Regions from separate parts of the Mus musculus genome. Here all the other regions are linked to region 2. A link is a contact called in public promoter capture Hi-C data. All regions are on one chromosome and are shown on one strand. Each heading gives the region's core, a stretch centred on a gene start, on an enhancer-like site or on the middle of the called end of the contact. The rest is flanking DNA. Distances are from core to core; before and after follow the strand shown. Region 1 holds the start of Rbmx (RNA binding motif protein, X chromosome). Region 2 holds the start of Atp11c (ATPase, class VI, type 11C). Region 3 holds the start of Ints6l (integrator complex subunit 6 like).

Region 1 (2,976 bases), core at 110-2,609, 3.0 Mb after region 2:
AGAGCCTACTTTTTAGGGATTCTAGCATCTACTGAAGACCAGCCTCTACATCCAGCCTCGTGGACTGAGGAACTTCTGGGTTCATAGTCAGTCATTGTCGCATTACCTGGTCCACAGTCTGTAAGTCATTCTAATAAATCTTTCCACATATCTCATATATATTTGATTTTGAATTGAATTTTTGTTATGTATCAGAAACCTTTTATTATTGCCACTTTTACTACTATGCCCACATTCAATTCTATCACCCCATATGAGGAAATATGATCCATAGTATAAAAGGCTGGTATCTAAAATCGTTTTTCTTGGGAGGCAAAGACAGGGATCTCCAGCCTGGTCTGCAGAGCAAGTTGTAGGACAGCCAGACAGGAACAGAAAAAGAAAAAAGGAAAAAGGAAAGAAAAGAAATGAAAAGAAAATCCCCTCTAGGTTAAATTGTTATTTTTCTTTCACAAGCAGATAAAAATTTAGAATGCAGAACCTGGTCTGGTAGCTCATGCCTGTAATTCCAGCACTTGGAAATCTGAGGCAGGATCAGAGCTGTGAATTCCAAGACCACTCTCAGCCTGACTGGTACTGTCTCAAAACACAAAACAAATTAAGAATGCTCACTTAAAGTTCAAGCATGCTTGGTAGCATTTTTTTTTTTTTGTTTGGTTTGGTGTTTGAGACAGACTCTAACAAAGCCAGTCTGTGCTGAAACGCGTAACTGCCCTACTTCAGCGTCCCAAATACTGGGATGAAATGTGTGGGTAAGCACTCCCAACTATCGTCAGGGATTTTTGTTTGACAGTCTTAACCCCGAGGCACCTGACTCTGGTCTCACTTGCACAGAAATCAAGTAGGTACTCAGTAATCGTTCTATATGAATGATATTTTTGTAATGTCATCAAGTTCTGTTTTCACTTAACACTTACTTAACAGATTCTTCCAATGTATTACTTATTGCTCAAGAAAATTTAGCCAGTTATTGAGTATCAACGAAACTTCTTTGTTTCTTATTTCTATAACGTTGGCATTCTACCGTTTTTTCACATTGCTTTTGGAATTAGGATTTTCATGCAAAAGTAAAAGTTTTGCGCCTTGTTTGACCTAATAGGTTGCTCAATAAATTTACTTCTCTAGTCAATAAATCCCGTCCAGTGTTTTAGCATATTTAGCGAAGCTAAAAGGCGCCTTGGAGGAGAATGGATGGGGGCAGGGCAAACGGTTAAAATCCGGCACCGGCCAGAACTTTAAGAGACACAGGAAAGAGGCGGAGTGACTAGTGAATGACAAAGGGAACAGCCAATGAAGAATCTGGGAACCACTCCCTCCCCTCCCTTCGTGCTTCAAATTCTAAGCTTAATTTCCATCCGGGTTCTTCAGCCTCGTTCCCGGGTAGTATAAAGATTGCAGTCTCCTTTGTTCGCCCTCGTTGCGCAGTCGTCCTAGCGTCATTTCTGTTCCGTTCTGAAAATCGGTAGCTGTCACTGGTGCGGCGCTGCTCGGGAGGTCCGGTCGGCGAGCTCAGAGGAGCTTGAGACCGTCGCAGTCCCCTCGGGTAGGACTTTCCTTTCCTTGGCCTGTTTTCCATACAGACTTGTTAGAGCTGGATGTCATTTGTTTCCCGGGAGATAGTGGCGGCGGGCGCCATTTTAAGACACCCAAAGGTGTCAACCTATTTAAAGCAGAAGGGGTGGAAGCAGCACATTATGGGGTCAGTTATCTGAGTGCGTCTCCCGGAGGTTTGGCTGTCCCCTGTCGCGGGAGGGCGGAGGGCGCAGCTTTGTAGGTGGGGCGGGACGTGCTGGGACCGCGGGAGTAACACCAGAATAGCGTCCGTGCTAATGATAGGCTGGTGGACTTCTGAGGCTTCCTCTGGTCCTTGGCGGCAAGGAGAGGAAGCTTTCTGAGTTTTCGCTGCAACTGTCAATGCAAAAGTTAGTTCGTCCGGAGGCTGTTGGTGGTTCTGGGTTCGTTCCAAGTGTCGCCATTTTGTCTTTAACACGCGGTTTTTAATGAGTCTTAATTAGGTGTCAGGACTGGAAAAGAGTGTTAAGAGTGTGTGATTCTGAGTTCCGTTATCTTCGGACTCTGGCACTTTTTCTTTTCGATCGGATAACTAACAATCTTTCGTTGGGCTAGATGCAGCGACTTTGTCCTAAGGTAGAGATTTGTCCCTAAACTTAACTAGGGAATCTAAATGTGGAAAGGGCTTGCTCCTTACTTGGTGTGTCTGGCTGGTGACCTTGAATGAATAGGAAGTCTTTTATACCTTTGGCTTCGGGTTGGGGGCGGTGGGGCGGATAGCAAGTAGGTTGATAGGTAACGGAATGTTTTAAAGATAAGAGATCAAGACCATAGCCAGGTGTGGTGGCCCCCTTCTGTTAATTCCTGCACTCTAAGGTTGCAATCTTATATTAAAAGTAAAATACATTTAAAAGTAGCCTTTTTAAGTGTTGAGTAGCTCTTCATTGACTAAAAGCAGGGCAGATGAAGATGGTAAATTAGGCAGGCCCTTTTAACCCTGTTAATGAAAATTGCGCTGCACTGTTAGCCAAAGTATTTCAATTGATTTTCTACCACACTTGAGGTTTATTGGTATCTTTAGTTACTAAAGAATAAAGATTTTAACAAAACATGAGCCATAATTAAGCTGTTCAATAAACTTTGGGGACTTTCTACAGAGAGATAATAATACCATTTTTCAGCAGACCCCCATCGGTTAAGAGGAAAAATGGTTGAAGCAGATCGCCCAGGAAAGCTCTTTATTGGTGGGCTTAATACAGAGACGAATGAGAAAGCCCTTGAGGCAGTGTTTGGCAAATATGGACGAATAGTGGAAGGTGAGTTATCTAAAATCGTATGATATATTAATAAAATTAAAAGACAAGCTGTGATGAATTTGAATCCACTGATCTTCCGACATGATAAATGCATTGTCCTCTAAGAAGTTCTGAGCTTGCTTCTCGCAGATGTGCGCTGATTATCTTT
Region 2 (2,824 bases), core at 168-2,667:
TTAGGTCGAGGGAATAGCTGAGCCCAACCTTTCCAGGTTGTTGAGAGAACTCGCCTCTCCGTAGAGAAGAGCTCCCTTTACCTACTTCTTCAACATGTTTATAGAAGAATTTGAAAGTTCTCAGCTCACAGCCTAGGGCCGGGTCTCAGAAGGTAGTGGAAAAAAAGGGTGGGAGCAGAGAGAACTGTCCAGGTTCAAGGGAATACTTGACCAAGCTTTCATTTTTAAGTTTTAAACTTTTGTAAATGCAAATGTTAAGTTAGCAAGTTGAGGGCGTGCAAGATTTCTTGTGGCGTAAATGTTGAGTTCTGGGAAAGTCTTTCAGCATTCGGGGCTTTATGTAATTTATCCTCATCACATTTCCCACAGCTAAGAATCTACCCAGTGTTTCTGATTTCTGCACGCAGCTGGTAGGGAGAACCTCGGGCAGCTTCCCTCTGCAACCCTGTGAACTGACTGGAGCCGTGCATATGGGGGAGCTCCCAGCCCACAATATCAGTCCAAGCGAACCCTTGGACTACAACTCCCAGGGTGCCCCAGGAGCGTGGAAAAGGGCGGGCGATCAAGGAGAGGGTGGCAGGGAAATCCCGCCCCGCTGCGCAGCACCAACGACACAAAGCCCGACTTTACAACCTCCTAGAGAAAGTGGAAGTAAGCGGGCTTAGGTGGGGTAGTCAGACGACAGGGAACGCAAAGCCCCAAAGCCCCAACCCCAACTGCGAGGTGAAGACGGCTTAGGTGGGACCCAAGAGGGACGCCTGGAGGGGGCGGCTTTTGTAACTACTCCAGCCGCCCGCGCCGCGCCCGCCCGCCCGCGCCAGGGTCCCCTTAGTCCCCGGCTCGTCCCGAGTCGTCCCTCAGAGAGCGGCCACTCCCGGGCAGGAAGCGGGCACGCCTGGAAGCCTCGAGGCGGGCCGCACCGAGGCTCTCCTCAGCCAGAAGTGCTGGGCGGGCGAAAGCGCGGGGCCGAGGAAGGACTGCGAGCGAAGCGGCGCCAACGGACGAGTTAGGGCCGGGGTGAGGGAGACCGTGGCTCCTCACAGACCCCTGGGAGTCCTGCCAGGCGAGGCGCGGGGACGCCCGAGACGGGCGACCGCTGAAGCGGGCGAGTGGGGACTCGGCCGGGGGCTTAGCGGCAGGACGAGCGTGAGGCGCGGGGTGCCGAGGCGGGCGCTGACGGGGAGCCAGGCTGAGCAGCGGCCGGTCCGCCATCCCTCCCCCGCGCGCCGGGCTCGCTGCGAGGCGGGCTGCGGCGGGAGCGCGGGGCGGTGCTGGGGCCAGATAAGGGGAGCGACGGGGCCGCCGCCCCCGAGGCGGGCGGGCCGGGGCTGGGGGCGGGTCGCGGGGAGGGCGGGGCGGGGCGGGGCGGCGAGCGCGCGGGCGGGCGGGCGGTTGGGCGGCCGGGGGCGGGGGCGCGCAGAGGCGAGGAGGGCAGGCGGCAGGAGGGCAGGCGGCAGCGGGCTGGCGACAGGGCAGGCGAGCTAGCTGTCCGCTTTGCGCCGCGGGCCCACGCCGCAGTGTGTTTTGTGGACGGCGCCTTCCCAGACAGCCCAGCGGAGCCCAGCCTGGCACCCCGCAGCCTCGGACGCGATGTTCCGCCGGACCCTCAACCGTTTGGTGAGTACACTGGCCGCGGCTCCACGCGTACCCCGGTGGCCCGCTCGCTGGCCCCCCGCCGCTCCTTCGCAGTCTCTGGGCGAGGGGACGAGCGGGACGCGCCAGCCCCCTCCCCCGCCTCTGCGTTTTAGCGGAAACCCGGCGCCCCGGGTGGCCTGGGTGGGGAGGCAGGTGGGGCTCTCGGGCGTCCCACCCCTGCCCCGGGACATTTCAGCTGAGGTTCCCCGAGGCTCTGAGGAACTCTGCCTCCAGCCTGGGGAATCGCCTCGGAGTGACAGACGCGCGGAACTCGGGGCGGGGGGCTCCCCGGGGCGGGGGGCTCAGTTTCCCAATTAGTGGAAGATGGCGTTGAATTATCGGGGAGGAAGCTTTCTTTTGTTTCCTCTGCCACGAGCACGTGGAGGTAAACCTAGACCTGTCACTGTGGCCCAAAAGAAGAGCTAGGGGGCTGAGAGAAGCGGAGGCTAAACCAGGGCTCAGCCTCGCCCGGGCCATGGCCGATGACCAGAGACTGGGCAAACTTTGAGGACTCAGCCTCCAAGCTCACCTTGAGGGTGACAGAAAGAGCGAGGGCTGTGGGCACGATGGGCTGGGGCCAGCAGCGACGGCGGGAGCCTGTTCCAGCTTTACAGACCCTGGGGCTCAAGCCTCGCAGAGCAGCACCCTCTGCTCCAGGCTTGGAATCCACCCGGCAGCTGAACTCCTCCGACCACCTTCTCCACGCCTCTAAAGCCCCCCAGAAAAGGGAATTGTATTTCTGTGGGGAGTGTGGCACGGGATTGGGAGGGAGCGATTTCTGGCTGCTATTGACTTTTTGGATTAACCTGTTTACTCAGAGGGTATGTTAAGAACTGAGTAAAGTAGAGCAGTTTACTTAAAGGATGTTTGTAGCAACTCCCCTAATTTCCAGAAGAGGTGTCAGGGAATAGGATTTTATTTCTGCCACGGATATTAAAGAAAGCCATCATCCTAAAATTTTTATTTTTTTCCCTGTAGTTAAGGGGGAGAATGCAGAATGCTTCCCCATTCCGTCTTAGGATAGACTTAAGGACTTGACAATTTGGTAACTTTGTGGAGTCATTTCTAATTAAATCATTGCTGACATATTTTTCATAGGTCAGAACAATTTGCTGTCATTTCCCACCCCCCATATCTGAAACTTTCACAAATGTCCCCTGCTTAATCACACTTAAGGCATCCCCTTTTA
Region 3 (3,159 bases), core at 121-2,620, 3.9 Mb after region 2:
TGGGAGCTGCATAGGCTAAGCAGTTCCGAGCTAGTGGTGGCACAGGAGGGGCGGGGGCCAGAGCCTCGAATGCAAAGGAGCTGCTCTGGGAGGCCAGCGCTAGTGCAGCCCGGCATTTGGCAGGAAGAGGAGGGGAAGATGCGGTGAAGGAGAAACGGACCGGAGCGGGAGGAGGGAGAGGAAGCCCAGGCGGGGCGGGCCGAGGGATGGAAGGAGGGACCAGAGGAGGAGCTCGGGCGGCAGCAAAGCCCGCGCGGGGCTAAGAGAACATCGGGGCGGAGTCCCAGGCGAAGGGGCCGCAGCCTCACCATGGGCCTCGAGCCCTCCTTCCTCGGCCTCCTCCCCTCCCTCCTTTCCATCTCAGCAGCGCCCTCACCCTGCCTCTGGCTGCCTCATACAAAAGCAAAATGTCCGCCATCTTCGGAGGCGATTGCTGCAGCCGTGCTAGGAACTCGGCCCTCCAGTGCCTTCTCTACACCGGCTGCTCATCTCCGGGCCCCTCTCTGCGACCCCCGACCGCCGCCACCCGCCCTGCTCCTCCTGCCCTTCGGCGCTCCTCACTGCAGCCCGTCCCGCAGGGCGACGCAGGATCGCCACGGGTGGAGGCAAAAGGGATCAGCAGCCCCAGGCTAGTGGACGCGCACGCTCTTCCCGCCCACCGCTCCCCCGCTGGCCTGTTTACCTTGATGCAGTAGGGAGGCTCATCGTAGGTGACCAGCATGTACCTGTCTCCGCGGCTGGCTGGGTCCCGGGCGCGCAGCTGCGGGGCGAGGGATGACGGGGGGGTCGCGTAGGAAACGAGGGGAAGCGATACAAACGTTACAGAAGCACCTCAGTCCAACCCACCCATCCCACAGAAGCGACCCCTTCATCTCCTTTCCCCTCCTTTTACCTTCAAGAATAACTCCACAGCGCCTTTAGCAATGTCCAAATAGGAGGTGCCCAGGTCAGTGCGCTGGTTCATGGAGGCGGACGTATCTATGAGGAACAGCAGGATGGGCATCTTCCACTACACCCCTGGTTCTGGTCCCCACTCTCCCAGTCCCTTTTCCCTCAATGCCACGTATGGCTACCCAAATCCTGAACTCTCGCAGAGCCAGGGAGCAAGAGGAAAAGTGGGAAACGGGATGGGATAGATGGGACCGCTCCTGGCCTCTTTCTGCAGCCCCAACTCCTCTCCCTCCAAGGGAACTTGAAAGTGTGAGTGTGTCGGTCTCCGGGCCGTCTCTCTTCCCCTCTTCTGCCACCACTACTGCCCGCCGCCGCTGCCGCTGCCAGGACTACTGCCTAAGCATCCGTCCACGCTCACTAGAGCGCTCGCCCCAGACTGAGAGCCCTCTCTGTTCACTGACACAACTTCTGTCTGCTCACCTACCATCAGCACCATGTGACTAGAACACACGCCATTGGCTGCCAATTATGTTTAATTTACATATTCATTAGATGACTGGGTAAAGGGAGGGACTTGGGCCAAGCTTGAGGGTTGTAGTTTGGAACCCATGCTGGAGGTAAGGGGCGGGGGAGTAAAGGACCTTCTTCAAGCTCAGATTCTCCTTTAAAGGATTTAGAAGCCTTTAGGGTAATTTGTTTGGTCGTTTGGATGGATTTTCTTTCGTGCTTCAAAGATGGTAATTCGAAAGGAAAGGAGAATTGGGCAACAGTTGCATAGAAACAGATGTTTAGGCAGGCTTCACACAAAACATAACTACAATCAATCAATCCTGCCAGTGGCTAAGACCAAAACATTTCAGTAGCAGCAAACTTCTTTCCTAGCCAGACTTGCTCAAATTCCCTTAGATTAGTCCCTCTTCCTGATCAGTGTTTACATGTCGTTTTCTTGGTTGGTTCAGCTACTTAAAAAGGAAGCTGCCGCGGAAACGTTACCCTAAGCTGTCCTTTTGTAAGGACAGGCTCTCTCAGGCTTTGAAACATTGACCAGCCTGTGATACTTAAACTCCTGTGGGGACTGTGCGGCCTTTATCCATGGCTGATATCCTGCTTCAACTCAGGTTCATTGAACGTCCACAAAAGTGCTAGGCACCTGAAGTAGGCGTTCAATCATTGAAATATGTAGGGTCGATGGTACTGAAATTTAATTTTCAGTAGAGGGAAGTTGCCAATGCTGGCTCCATGTAAGTACTTGGTAACTGGTCAACTATACTTGGCTTTCCACTGCATATGACTCAATTTTTAAACTTGTATCTCAGGCTGGTCCTGAACTCCTCAGCATATCCTACAAGCGTGTGCTATGCCAACTACTGTGACATTATTTTTAATATAGAGTATGAGGTAGTGTTGCAGCATAGGAGTACGATGTTTGCCCAGCTCCTGTGAGGCGCTGAGTTTGAGTCTCCTACAACACTGATGATGGCGATAATGATGATAATGATACAGAGTATTTCTAGCAATGTGCTGTACACAAGTTAGACTCTTGAGCTTCAATGAGTATACAATTTTAATACAATGTGAAGATCACATATATATCTGCAAATGTTTTCTATATTGTTTGTAGATATCCTGTGTATATGTTCTACATGATTGATATATATTATGTTTTCTCAGAAATAAGACCAAAAATGGTGATGCAAGTAAAAACAGCGAGGCAGCACTTGCCTGTGGTCTAGAAGTTCAGAAGATTTCATGGGCAAAGAACAAGGTGTAAAAGAGGGAATCTGGCTTAGGAGGAATGGTGTGAACAAGAGTCCGCCAGAGACCACTCTATGTGTGATGAAGACCAGCTTACTGAAATATATAGAATGACTTGGGAATTAAAGATGGAAAGACATCAAACTTCCCCATTTCTGTCTTAAATATTAGTGGTGAAGGGGCTAGGAGCATTGGTCTTTGGATAGGAGTACTCACTGCTCTTGCAGAAGACACTGAGTTTGGTTCCTAGCACTCACTTAGAAGGCGTCAAACTTCCTGGAAATCCAGGTCCAGGGGATCCAATGCCTTCTGGCCTCTGTGGGTACTATGAACATGTGCACAAACCCACAGATAGACACACAAATGCATATAATTAAAAATAAAAATAAATCATTAAATATTACTGAAGAAAGATCGTATATGCATGGACTAAATAAAAGTTTATGACCAATGGGTACCTGTGTGGTAGTTTTTTGTATTGCTTTGTAGCAAATTATCACAAATTCAGCAGCT

What was found. Promoter capture Hi-C pulls out the DNA fragments that hold promoters and counts their contacts.
Region 1: a contact with region 2 is called in a promoter capture Hi-C map of pre-B cells, with 4 times the contacts expected there. The contact joins the promoter of Rbmx here to the promoter of Atp11c in region 2. A contact is called at or near these places in 5 of 39 promoter capture datasets (the C10 cell line, cranial neural crest, liver and 1 more) and 1 of 9 other capture datasets (liver).
Region 3: a contact with region 2 is called in a promoter capture Hi-C map of pre-B cells. The contact joins the promoter of Ints6l here to the promoter of Atp11c in region 2. A contact is called at or near these places in 3 of 39 promoter capture datasets (cranial neural crest, erythroid cells and pre-B cells).

Annotation. Positions count from the first base shown.
Region 1 is chrX:57,391,419-57,394,394 of GRCm38.p6, reverse strand. Rbmx (RNA binding motif protein, X chromosome) reads left to right here and starts at 1,359. Exons shown (of 9, transcript NM_011252.4): 1 at 1,359-1,543; 2 at 2,697-2,828. The coding sequence starts at 2,720. Snord61 (small nucleolar RNA, C/D box 61) reads left to right here and starts at 2,886; the gene lies at 2,886-2,947.
Region 2 is chrX:60,402,598-60,405,421 of GRCm38.p6, reverse strand. It overlaps Atp11c (ATPase, class VI, type 11C), which reads left to right and starts at 1,417. Exons shown (of 30, transcript NM_001037863.2): 1 at 1,417-1,617. The coding sequence starts at 1,591.
Region 3 is chrX:56,453,050-56,456,208 of GRCm38.p6, reverse strand. It overlaps Ints6l (integrator complex subunit 6 like), which reads right to left and starts at 1,370. Exons shown (of 17, transcript NM_172779.4): 1 at 893-1,370; 2 at 683-760. The coding sequence starts at 1,003.